Regions from separate parts of the Scylla paramamosain genome. Here region 1 is linked to region 2. A link is a contact called in public Hi-C data. All regions are on one chromosome and are shown on one strand. Each heading gives the region's core, a stretch centred on a gene start, on an enhancer-like site or on the middle of the called end of the contact. The rest is flanking DNA. Distances are from core to core; before and after follow the strand shown. Region 1 overlaps LOC135089659 (ras-specific guanine nucleotide-releasing factor RalGPS1-like). Region 2 holds the start of LOC135089659 (ras-specific guanine nucleotide-releasing factor RalGPS1-like).

Region 1 (5,708 bases), core at 466-2,965, 82 kb before region 2:
GATCTTCAAGCATGAGGTAATCCTTGATCAAACTGTAACAGCTTCTATACTGAAGAATAAGCAACCACACTTCATAGATATGGCAATGAGATCATTACATTGCTGGAAAAAAAAGTGTGAGATGAGATCCAGCAATAACAAGGACTTGTAAGAGAAATGGAAGGAGTTGTGGGTCGACATAGATATCTGCTATGAGTTCATGCTTCTTTAAGCATGTAGAATTAGTGGCAAAGTGTGGAATTTTTTTCCCAAGAAAGTGATCACTCTGTCCAAAGTTGTAATAAGACATGTGATCTTTGTAATACTTGTTGTAAATATGTTTACTGCAATTTAAGTTGGGATAAATTCATGTAACAACTAAAATGAAGTAGTGACATTAGATATGCATTATGTTAATTACAATATCATTTAGGATCACTAATCACACGAAGCCAACACTGTAACGTCAAGACCTCAAACACATATAATGTAGGAAACACTATTTTACCATCCATTTCCACATGCACTGAGATTAAAGCTTCTTCTAACTAATTATACTGGCTTCCAAGAAAGTTAAACATGATAAGTGTCTGATTATTATTAGTACAAATGAATAACGCAACTGAACCACTGAAATGCATCTACCAAGAACTGCAGTCCCAGCTGATACCAAAAAGGCTCTCACACACCATTCATCAGGATTTGGGGTGATTCAGTCTGCTGTTCCTACCATCTGCCTAGCTAAGTTCCTCAGTAGCCACACTAGGATATGGATAAAATATGGCAGACATGTGCAGTGAGAATTCAAATAAAATTATTCTTGGTCAAATACTTCCCAAAGGGATAATCAACATGACCAAATAATAAAGGTAATGGAATGTATAAATATACCTCCAGTAAAAGTTCATACCAGTTAAGTTTATCTGTTTTAATTCCCTTAAAAACCATGTGAGCATTTTTTTTTGCAGCCACTGTAAGATGCAGAGTATGACAAGAGTTTATTTGTTGTTTGTTAATGGTATAAGCTCAGAATGTAGAATCTATGTAATCAGCATATCTGTGAAAATGTCTTGCTGTCCCACCATTATAAGTATTAGTAAGTAATGCTATTAAAAGAAAAGTTTTCAATTTCACAACACTGAATACACCCTTCATTTTCTCTTACAGGAGATGAAGGCTGTATCAGAATTCATAAAAAATAAGAAATAAGAGAATGGAGATGTTTCTTATTTAAGGGTGAACAGATAAACCTCCTCCTCTCTTGAAGAGATTAGAAGAGAATGCAAGAAATATTATGAAAAAGGAATGGCAGGACTATAAGTGGCATGGACTGAGATTACATATGAGAGGTACTGAGAATAACAAAGTTTTTTTCTTTACACCAACACTTCAATCTACTAATGTCAGCATTCTATTATACTCTATATGTGTGTTGCCTCTTCCTAAAAACTACCCTCAAAGCACTGGTTGTGAAAGGGTTCCAAAGGGCAGCAACTGATCACCCTACACAAGGACAGCTAAGAAACATATTGGGACAATTGTGATTGTAAGTCTAGATAACAGTTGTTGTGGCTATTTCAGCAACAACTGGTGCTCAGTTGTTAGTAGCACTGAGACAACATCTAAATGTCCTTAAATCAAAGCCAACAGTTTTCATACCAGTCACCATCTTACACTGCAGCTACCCACATCCAGATCCACCATGAGTAGGGTGTTGTAGATTGCTCCACTTTACATAACAGGCCTTCAAAATGCTCATGCAAACTAGGGGTTTACTGTCAACTGGAAAACATTATGAGGCATAAATATCCCCAAGAGTTACAAACAAGACTACCACACAAGGCAGGCAGCTCTAACTGATCTTCACAACTGAACTTCTCCACAGTTGAGCACAGTATCCATTGCATTTATCCATGGATAATGAACTGTCTTTAAGAGGGTAATTTACACCACATGTGTAAATCCTTATTACCATTTCAAGAATAGGAAAAAAGGACAAGGAGGAGCAGGTCCCTAGCTCAGCACCACCCTGAGGTAGAATCTTGTAGACAGTGAAAGAATACAATGGTATAATGGAGTTGTGGAGGACACCAACCTTCACTTCTGGAAGAGACCAGCTAGCAGCTGGAATGGGCAAATGATCTAATACCACAAGTGGTGACATCCAATCATTAATACTGATGTAACTAACATTCATTATAACCTCAAAGCACTAAAGAAATTTTGCAAATTTAGTTTTGTTTGAAAATAACATGAAAATAAGAATAGATATTTGCAATGCATAACTAGGTTGTTCATCTTAGAATGAACTGTCTATGAAAATAGTTTCATAGCTCTCCTTTAATGGCTGTCATATATATGCCTCTCAGTCTGTGCCTCTTTGTACCTACATGATCGCACCTTTAATGAGATTTTTACACTGTTCTCACATAAACACTAATTGCTCTGTGTGTATGGCACGATGATTCAGACAGAAGGTCTCTAATGGGAGTGTTGGTAAAACATCTGTAAAGACTATTATTTTTTAATGCTTCATTAAGTCTGTGCCAGATGAAATCTTGCACTATGTTTGTACATTTCATTTATAATGAAATATGAAATAATGAAATCATGATTATGAAAGACTGAATTCTGATTGAAATTTCTGAATAACAAAAACTTCAATGTAATGTATGTATATATGAGGGGACTCAAATACAAAAGGGTTTGTTTCTCAGCTGTTAAAACTGCATTAATAAGACAATACAAAACATTCATCACACATTTATTAAGTCAACATGAAAGAAAATTTTCTGAGCTTTTCAGCTCATGACAGACCAGAGAATAGTCTGCCATTAGCAGGAGAGAAGGCCATGAGGAAGGCTGGAGAAAGTCCTAAAAAATGGTCAAGTACTACACATGCCACAGAACTGACAATGACAACAGAAACATTTCTTTACTGCAATATGTATGATTTCAATGTCAATCAAACCCAGTGTGTAAATCAAGCTAAGCTCAGTTCCAAAAATGTGTGTGTGTGTGTGTGTGTGTGTGTGTGTGTGTGTGTGTGTGTGTGTGTGTGTGTGTGTGTGTGTGTGTGTGTGTGTGTGTGTGTGTGTGTGTGTGTACTGCTGTTGAGTTAGGACATCAAACACTACATAATGATTAGCAATACAAGCACTGCTTCTGAACATCAACACGTGGGGTAAGGGGTGGTGATGAGACAGGAAGGATGGCACTGGTTCTCTCACCTCATTGATGCGGAGGGCAGCAAGGCTATCACAGGATATGTCTCTAGGCATCTCGGAGTACCTCATCTTCGTGCACGAGAATGATGCTTTCGCTGCCCTTGGTCCCACCACTGACATGGGCTCACCATCAATCCTGCAATGGAGTACACAAGACGTTGTACTAAAGGCAATACAGGATGGTGCACTAATAAGATGATACAGCTGGGAGATACAAAGGTGTAGCAAATATAAGGTGCTGTAGAGTGTATGGGAGGCTACAGTATTACACAACAGCAAAGAAAAACCTACATCAGAATAGCACAGTAGGGAAAAGCTACATATTTAATTGACAATGGATTGTACTGATATGGTTATTTAAATGTGACTAGTACAAGAACAAACTAATATAATAAATATATGTATGTAAAACTATATGTACAAGCAGATCCCAATTTATGAATGCTTGAATTCCAAATTTTCAAAGTTATGAGAAAGACTGTTTCACCTTTTGTGCTGATTTATATGAATGCAGAATTTGCATTTAAAAATTAAACCCTCAAAAGGTACACAGCAATGGTAACTATCAAGAAAGACATGTGTGTGTGTGTGTGTGTGTGTGTGTGTGTGTGTGTGTGTGTGTGTGTGTGTGTGTGTGTGTGTGTGTGTGTGTGTGTGTGTGTGTGTGTGTGTGTGTGTGTGTGTGTGTGTGTGTGTGTGTGACATGAAAAAAATGTTATTCACAATATCTTTAGAATTTTTTTTCCAGGGACAAACCTCTTTAAGTCTATGGGAAAATGAGAGAGAGAGAGAGAGAGAGAGAGAGAGAGAGAGAGAGAGAGAGAGAGAGAGAGAGAGAGAGAGAGAGAGAGAGAGAGAGAGAGAGAGAGAGAGAGAGAGAGAGAGAGAGAGAGAGAGAGAGAGAGAGAGAGAGAGAATCTTAAGGGAGATAATATACCAGACCTAAAATATAACCCATCACAAGTATGAAGTGAGAGAGAGAGAGAGAGAGAGAGAGAGAGAGAGAGAGAGAGAGAGAGAGAGAGAGAGAGAGAGAGAGAGAGAGAGAGAGAGAGAGAGAGAGAGAGAGAGAGAGAGAGAGAGAGAGAGAGAGAGAGAGACTCCACAGGAGGCTTCAGATTTCACTTTTATTTTATGATGTTATGTCATGTCAAGAGTAATATTTCTTCCTCCATATTGTGTATATATATATATATATATATATATATATATATATATATATATATATATATATATATATATATATATATATATATATATATATATATATATATATATAAACTATACTGTATATGTAGTGTGAATAATATGCGCATCCTGTAAGTGTATATATTCATAAAGTACAAGTACATACATAGGTGTATACACTGACACTTCTCATTACCTCAATGATGCATAATATTTATGAAGACAAAAAAAAAAGGAAAAAAAAAAATCCAAAGCATTTTATCCTAAAAAAAAAGAAAAAAACAACAACATTTTATTCTCAAGAAAAATATAAATTCCAGAGTATTTTATTGTCTGCCTTGAAGTCTTCACAGTTGTGTGTTTCCTGGTTCATTTCCAAATCCCAGAAATACCAAGATAATATAATGGAAGATGCTGTCTTACAAAAACAAAAATCTTCCCAATATTTCCAGTTTGTTGAAATGAGATTTAGCAACACCTGCACAAGCCCTCCACACTTCACGGGTTTCACATCTGTGCTGCTTTGTCTGCGGCTTCCAACTTCAGAGAGAGAGAGAGAGAGAGAGAGAGAGAGAGAGAGAGAGAGAGAGAGAGAGAGAGAGAGAGAGAGAGAGAGAGAGCACCTATATTAAGCACTTTGGGTTCTCATAGGAGCTATATTTCAAACGGATTTTCCCATTAATAGAGTATAATTGTTGTTATTACAACAATTATTATTACCTATTGTTATTATTATTATTATTATTATCATTATTATTATTATTATTATTATTATCATCATCATTATCATTTAATGTCAACAACTTCCACTACAGTTTATTAAAAATGTCGAGATAAGACGCCGAAAAATCCGAGAGTACAATCCTGACACACACACACACACACACACACACACACACACACACACACACACACACACACACACACACACACACACACACACACACACTTCTATTAAAGCTTTGTAAATCTTTTAGAAAACGTAGTCAATAGCAAGAGAGTAGATCAGGCTGCCTGATACACGGTCAACCAGGATCCGTAAACACAGTTCCCACGTTGGGACTACTAATTTCGAAGGCCACAGAGATGATTAGTCGGTTCTCATGGATGCTTTTTCCTACTGATGGTGCAGAAAAAGTTACTTAAAAAAATGAAGACCCATATAACTGCCATCTAGAGAGTAAAGACAATGAAGAACCAAGAGGAGGCGTTAGAATGTTAGAGAATAGAAGAAAGGGAACGAGCGGTAAGTGGTACAGGTGGATGCGTGTGAGTTGCTTCGTGCGTGCAAGGTGATGAGAATGGAAGGTGAGG
Region 2 (5,479 bases), core at 1,947-4,446:
TATGGCGACAATCTCACATCTAAACAAAGTATTAGGTGAAGGTGAAACTAAACTCTTTAATGAGTACCGCTGTAGCAAGGTCTCTCTCTCTCTCTCTCTCTCTCTCTCTCTCTCTCTCTCTCTCCTGGAAGTTGCTAGACCACGCCCCTGCCACCAGTGCGTTATACGGGAGGCAGCCCAAAAAGGAGGTAAATACATAAGCAAACTGCTAGTCGCCGTTCACGCGCCAGCACAAACAGCATTTCGTCCATTTGTTTACATTCAGATCAGGACTTTCATCCACGTGTGTATCGTGATGGGCGGTGGCTGCAACCCAGGCGAGGGGCGGCGAGGCGGCAGGCAGGTGGCGGCCAGGAAACAATGTGACCATCTGGCCGGCTGGGAGGCAGCAGGCGGAAACACCCGGATCCGCCCCCAAGATGTGCTACCTCCCTCCTTCCGCTCAGGACACACTGCTCTCTCTCTCTCTCTCTCAACGCTGACAAATACATGTTGAGGATTTATTCTCTGTGGATACACTACTTGAATACAACACAGTATCGGTGAGGCTATCAAGGAATGGGCGGGAAGGAGGACAACGTTGTGGTTATGTGTTAACATCGCCATCACCACTGACTGCCGTAGTCTAGACTAGAATAACGCCAGCGCACCAACCACAAGCGGGGTCACCAAGAACAACACCCAACATTTCCCTCTCGGGACAGTTAAGAACACACCTACAATGGACTGTTCTCTTTATCCTGCAGATGATAACCCTGAGAGTGGGTGAATGGTGGAAAAGAGGGAAGGCGGTAGGCTATCCGTTATGTTACTGTGGTTAACTGTGGCCTTGCTCGCCCCAGCAGCCAATAAACAGCAAATCTCGATCATTCTTCACACCGCCACTACCATTACCTGACGGTTCCTCCACTAGCGTCGCCACCGCACACCGCCTAGGTGATGGTACTCTCATTGGGTGCAGCGCTGCACTGCCGTCTGTCAAGCACACTCCACAACGGCCCGGCGGTATTGTTCTGTGGGGGCTGCTAATGCGGCTCTTCACTCCAATTAGCGGCATGACTGTTATGATAATGGCTTCTAATGTTCTTCATCCTCACCTCGTGTTGCCACCTACCAACGGTATCCCCCCTCCCAGAACTGGTGTATATTACTATCCCCGTCGCCACCACTCGCCACGGCAGCTGTCCAGTGACAAGACTCGTCTTGTTATATCGCTACATGATCATATTCTAAAGAATGAAGTTTAGTTTAATTCTACTGCTAATATGCTACCTCACTCAGTCAAGCACGGCCTGAAAACTAAGCATCAGCACTCCAGTCTCAGAATACAGTTTCTCTAAAATTATATTTGCATTTGGATACGCTCCACTATTCGTATGTCTGCAACTAATGCCGTGAACTCATCCAAGTGGTACGTAATAACAGCTGGCGAGCAACCCATAATGAAAGATAACCGCTTTCTTAATTAATGTAAATTATCATTAAAGGAAACAAAACCGTTGAAATCTGCACTTATTACTCCGTTACATCTTATACACTGACAAGGCAGCATCGCTTTTAAATTACTATTTAAGTACAACTGGCTATAAAGGAAATAAATGTAATTAATGTTCTAAGTGCATGTTATCATACAGATCCAACACTATCGCAGTCAGTCACAATTGGCACCCATGAGAGTGCAGTAAACAGATCGGGCTGCTTCCCAGAAAAAAAGAAAAGCACTCGTCAATGTAAGCAAACAAGTTGGGTCGTCTTGCCTGCAGGCGAACCCGGAACACTGGCGGGTGGTGAGCGAAGCGAGGGGGGACGAGGGTGGGGGAAGACCAATGCTGTAGTGCAGCACACAGCCAGGGCTACCAAGGCCTGTCCTTAAGCTGTTAAGAGCTCATAAAAATGTCACTTTTTTTCATTACAATGACTAATAAACAAGCTACATGTTGTATAAGCCACATAATCATCAATCCACAATCAAGTAAACACATTATTACTTCAGGAAGACAATGTTGCTTAAGCGTCCTCAAGAAACCATACACGGCGCGGTACGTCGGTAATCCTACACTACACCGTAAGGCAAACTTTTGTTACAACTCAGCAAATCACTGCCATCGATGTTTTTATTTTCATGAAAGAGAGATGATGAACTGGTTCATTCCATCAATTCCTAGGGCGCAGATGAAACTGAGGCTCCTCAGCAAGATGAATGAATGTCACATTCAGCATTTCCTTCCCTCTACACCTTAATAACTAAGCAAACAGATCATTTAATAAAAATCCTTTACAAACACATCAAAATATCACATACGACTTGAAAGCCTGGTTTAGCTCATACCATATACATTAACACGAAAATACGTAAAAATCACCTATAACCTACAACTCTTCGCAAAACAGCAGGAATTTATCTTACTGAATCGACGCAGGTCCAAACGAAACTGACAACTTAGATGGCATTATATACGTATACTGTCACCTACATACGGGCGTCCAGTCAGTCAGTTTATCTGCCTGAACACCGCTCCTTAGCCACCCCCACGTGGCGGCGGGAACACAAAAAAAGGAACCCAGCAGTCATCGCCTCGACCCGCCCCGCCCTCCACACCCTGTCTGATAGGCCTAACGCCATGTGGGATCTTCACCAGGACCTAAGGGACCTAAGAGGTTAGTGTTGGGCACACCTGGCGCCAGCAGCGTATCCCAACACATCTGAGTGTGGCTGGAGGAAGCGCCAACTGATGTGAGGGCAAAGAGGGCCTGGCGCCGCGACCCTCCCCAACCACCACCGCGGCGGCAGTACTATATAGCCTGGTGCTCATCGCCAGTTCATCACCCCTGAACTATCTCACCAGGGCAACTCCAAGTTGTCACTCACCACTCAGCCCACACTGCAAGCCTGGCATCAGCACGATTCAAACAATGGTATGGAGAAGGAGAGAGAGAAAAAAAACGCATCCCTGCAAACGTTGGCCGCCGTGTATCAGTAGCAGCTGCCACTCGCCTCTCTGAGGTGTTTCCCGCTGTGTTCTCTACATACCTGCTGCCTTGCTGTCTCTCGGCGACAATCCTGTGTTCCAAGACAACGCCTATCCAAGGAATCCACGAATAAACTGAATCAACACCACTGTCAATGACAACCACCTCGAAGAGAGCGGTGTACACCTCTACTGTCCGGCACACTAGACACAACTGACGCTCATTGGTCGACCGCTAGACAACAACATCCAAGCGTGAGGTGCCAGTGCTCCTCTTTCTTACATACTATTTCAGAAAAAAAAGGCTCTATTTTGTATCATGTGGGTTACTTTAGTTAATATTCATATATAAACATAATTAAAAAATTGTAACAGAAAAATTGCAGCAAATTTGATTCGTGCATAATTTCCACTGCATGGCGGAGCCTCGCTAAGCAGAAATCATGACGTCACTGATGATGTCATCCACGCCACTCACGCTCCAGACAATGACGTAAAGATCAATAAAATCCTAGGTATATGAACCTACGATATACATGCTTATATAGCAAAACAAGGAGGTCCACTGAGCTGCCTTGTGCGTAATTAATTCGCTTGAAATGCCAAGATGTTCCAGATATTTTCGATCTACAAGCGGTTAGATGTACCATCATCATCATCATCATGCTTGGGTTCACTGCAGGACAGGAGGGGTGGGAGGTTAGGTAGAGAGAGAGAGAGAGAGAGAGAGAGAGAGAGAGAGAGAGAGAGAGAGAGAGAGAGAGAGAGAGAATCTTGTTACAATATCACGTTTTAAGGCGTTCACTTTATTTAATTAAGATAAACTATTGAAATAAATAAATAGTAAAAAAAAAAATAATTAATTAATCGACTAAATGAAAATCTAAATTATATACTTCTGTTTTCTTTGCTTGAGTAGAATACTTCATTGTATTTGTTTGCCCATGGTTTGTAGTGGTGGCTTACTGATAAGCACTGCATGAAGGGATTAGGTGTAGCGTGCCGCGCGCAAAGCAGCTGGACAAGGAACAGCTGACAAGGTTGCGTTGCAGCGCGGGGCGGAGCAAAAACGGGAAGACAGGGAAGAAGGGTGTGGGCTTGGCTGCGTGAGCAATGCCCGCCTGCCACCCAATTACATCCAGTCTGCCTTCCAGCTTAAATACCCTCACTGTCATAAGGTGAGACAGTATACAAGAACACCTTGTGAATAGTTAGTGCATGGCTGCATCCCACCACATCCCACCCCGAGCGCCGGCGTGCATCGGACGCAGATCCAGGGATACCGCCAGGCTCCTGCTGGACGGCACGTGACAGAAACAGACACACTTTGCTCATCTCCTTTAGCGTAATTTTATTTACCTATTAACTTATCTATTGATTTATTAACAGATGATCAAGGTTGGAAATGTATCAACATGTGTGACACTTCAAAAGCAAGATTCACTGACATTCCTATTCTTATCACATGTAACTTTTACACACACACACACACACACACACACACACACGTACCCTTTTAATGCCACATATGTGTATACAACATTAGGACATGCTGGCACTATATGTAGATGTAACACCTTAACATAGCTGGAACTGCACTCTCCTGCCACACTAAACCACACTTGATGACGAGGCTAAAGGAAAGCAGATAAGAAATTTCAAACCACCCAGCGAGGACAAAATTATTAGAACCTGCTGTTGATACCGCTGATAGTAATTTGTGTTGTTGATGTTGCTGTTGTTGTTGTTGTTGTTGTTGTTGTTGTTGTTGTTGTTGTTGTTGTTGTTGTTGTTGTTGATGTTGATGTTTTGCTGCTGCAGTAGCTGCTGTTGCTTTCTCTCCTCTTGCTGCTGTCGTAACCGTTACTGTGGTTGCTGCTGCTCTTGCATTTGAGTAAAACAAACTTTATGTAAATAACATGACTGTTTGCAAAACATTCTTCCTAAAAAGTAATTCACCGTGTGTGTGTGTGTGTGTGTGTGTGTGTGTGTGTGTGTGTTTGTGTAGATCACGGTATGTCCCTTCATAGTTTCACAATATCCCATATCAGGTGGCGGCTTACTTATTGAAGCCCCATTACAGGCCGCTTGTTGTGTTTTATCATTTCAGAGACATCTGGGAAGACTCTTTGCTGGTGTGGGTGTAGTGCGTTAATGTTTGTCATTCTATAACTTTATATGTGTCAGAAGTGAACTCCATAATACATCCACAACTGAGTGTAAAAATGTATGCAATTTGCAGAATAACTCGCTTCAACTCGAGCATCTAACAGATGCCAAATGGAGGATAGGAGCCTTCCTGCAAGGAATGTTGAGACTAAGTTTTGGCCACTTTCCTGCAGCCTCCTCTAGTTATCTTCTTTGCTGGTGCCGTGATGCTCGACAGTGAAAGGGCCGTCTTGGTAACCTGCTGGTCTGCCCAGCTCACTCTTTCCCCTCAAAGTCTGACATGGAAAGAAATCCAGCTGAGAATCTTCCTCCCTGGCTACTTATGAAGTTTTGAAGGATTG

What was found. A called contact is a pair of places that touch in the nucleus more often than the background predicts.
Region 1: a Hi-C map of muscle shows a contact between it and region 2, with 2.9 times the contacts expected there. The contact joins the enhancer-like site here to the promoter of LOC135089659 in region 2. A contact is called at or near these places in 2 of 2 Hi-C or Micro-C datasets (muscle and testis).

Annotation. Positions count from the first base shown.
Region 1 is chr3:6,378,893-6,384,600 of ASM3559412v1, reverse strand. LOC135089659 (ras-specific guanine nucleotide-releasing factor RalGPS1-like) reads right to left here. Exons shown (of 16, transcript XM_063985547.1): 3 at 3,210-3,342. The coding sequence starts at 3,326. Among protein-coding and RNA genes, the nearest start is that of LOC135089636, 30 kb to the left of the region's middle. Within about 2 kb of position 1,715, the one cell type or tissue checked has an H3K27ac peak away from gene starts, as active enhancers do.
Region 2 is chr3:6,299,001-6,304,479 of ASM3559412v1, reverse strand. LOC135089659 (ras-specific guanine nucleotide-releasing factor RalGPS1-like) reads right to left here and starts at 3,196. Exons shown (of 16, transcript XM_063985547.1): 1 at 3,032-3,196.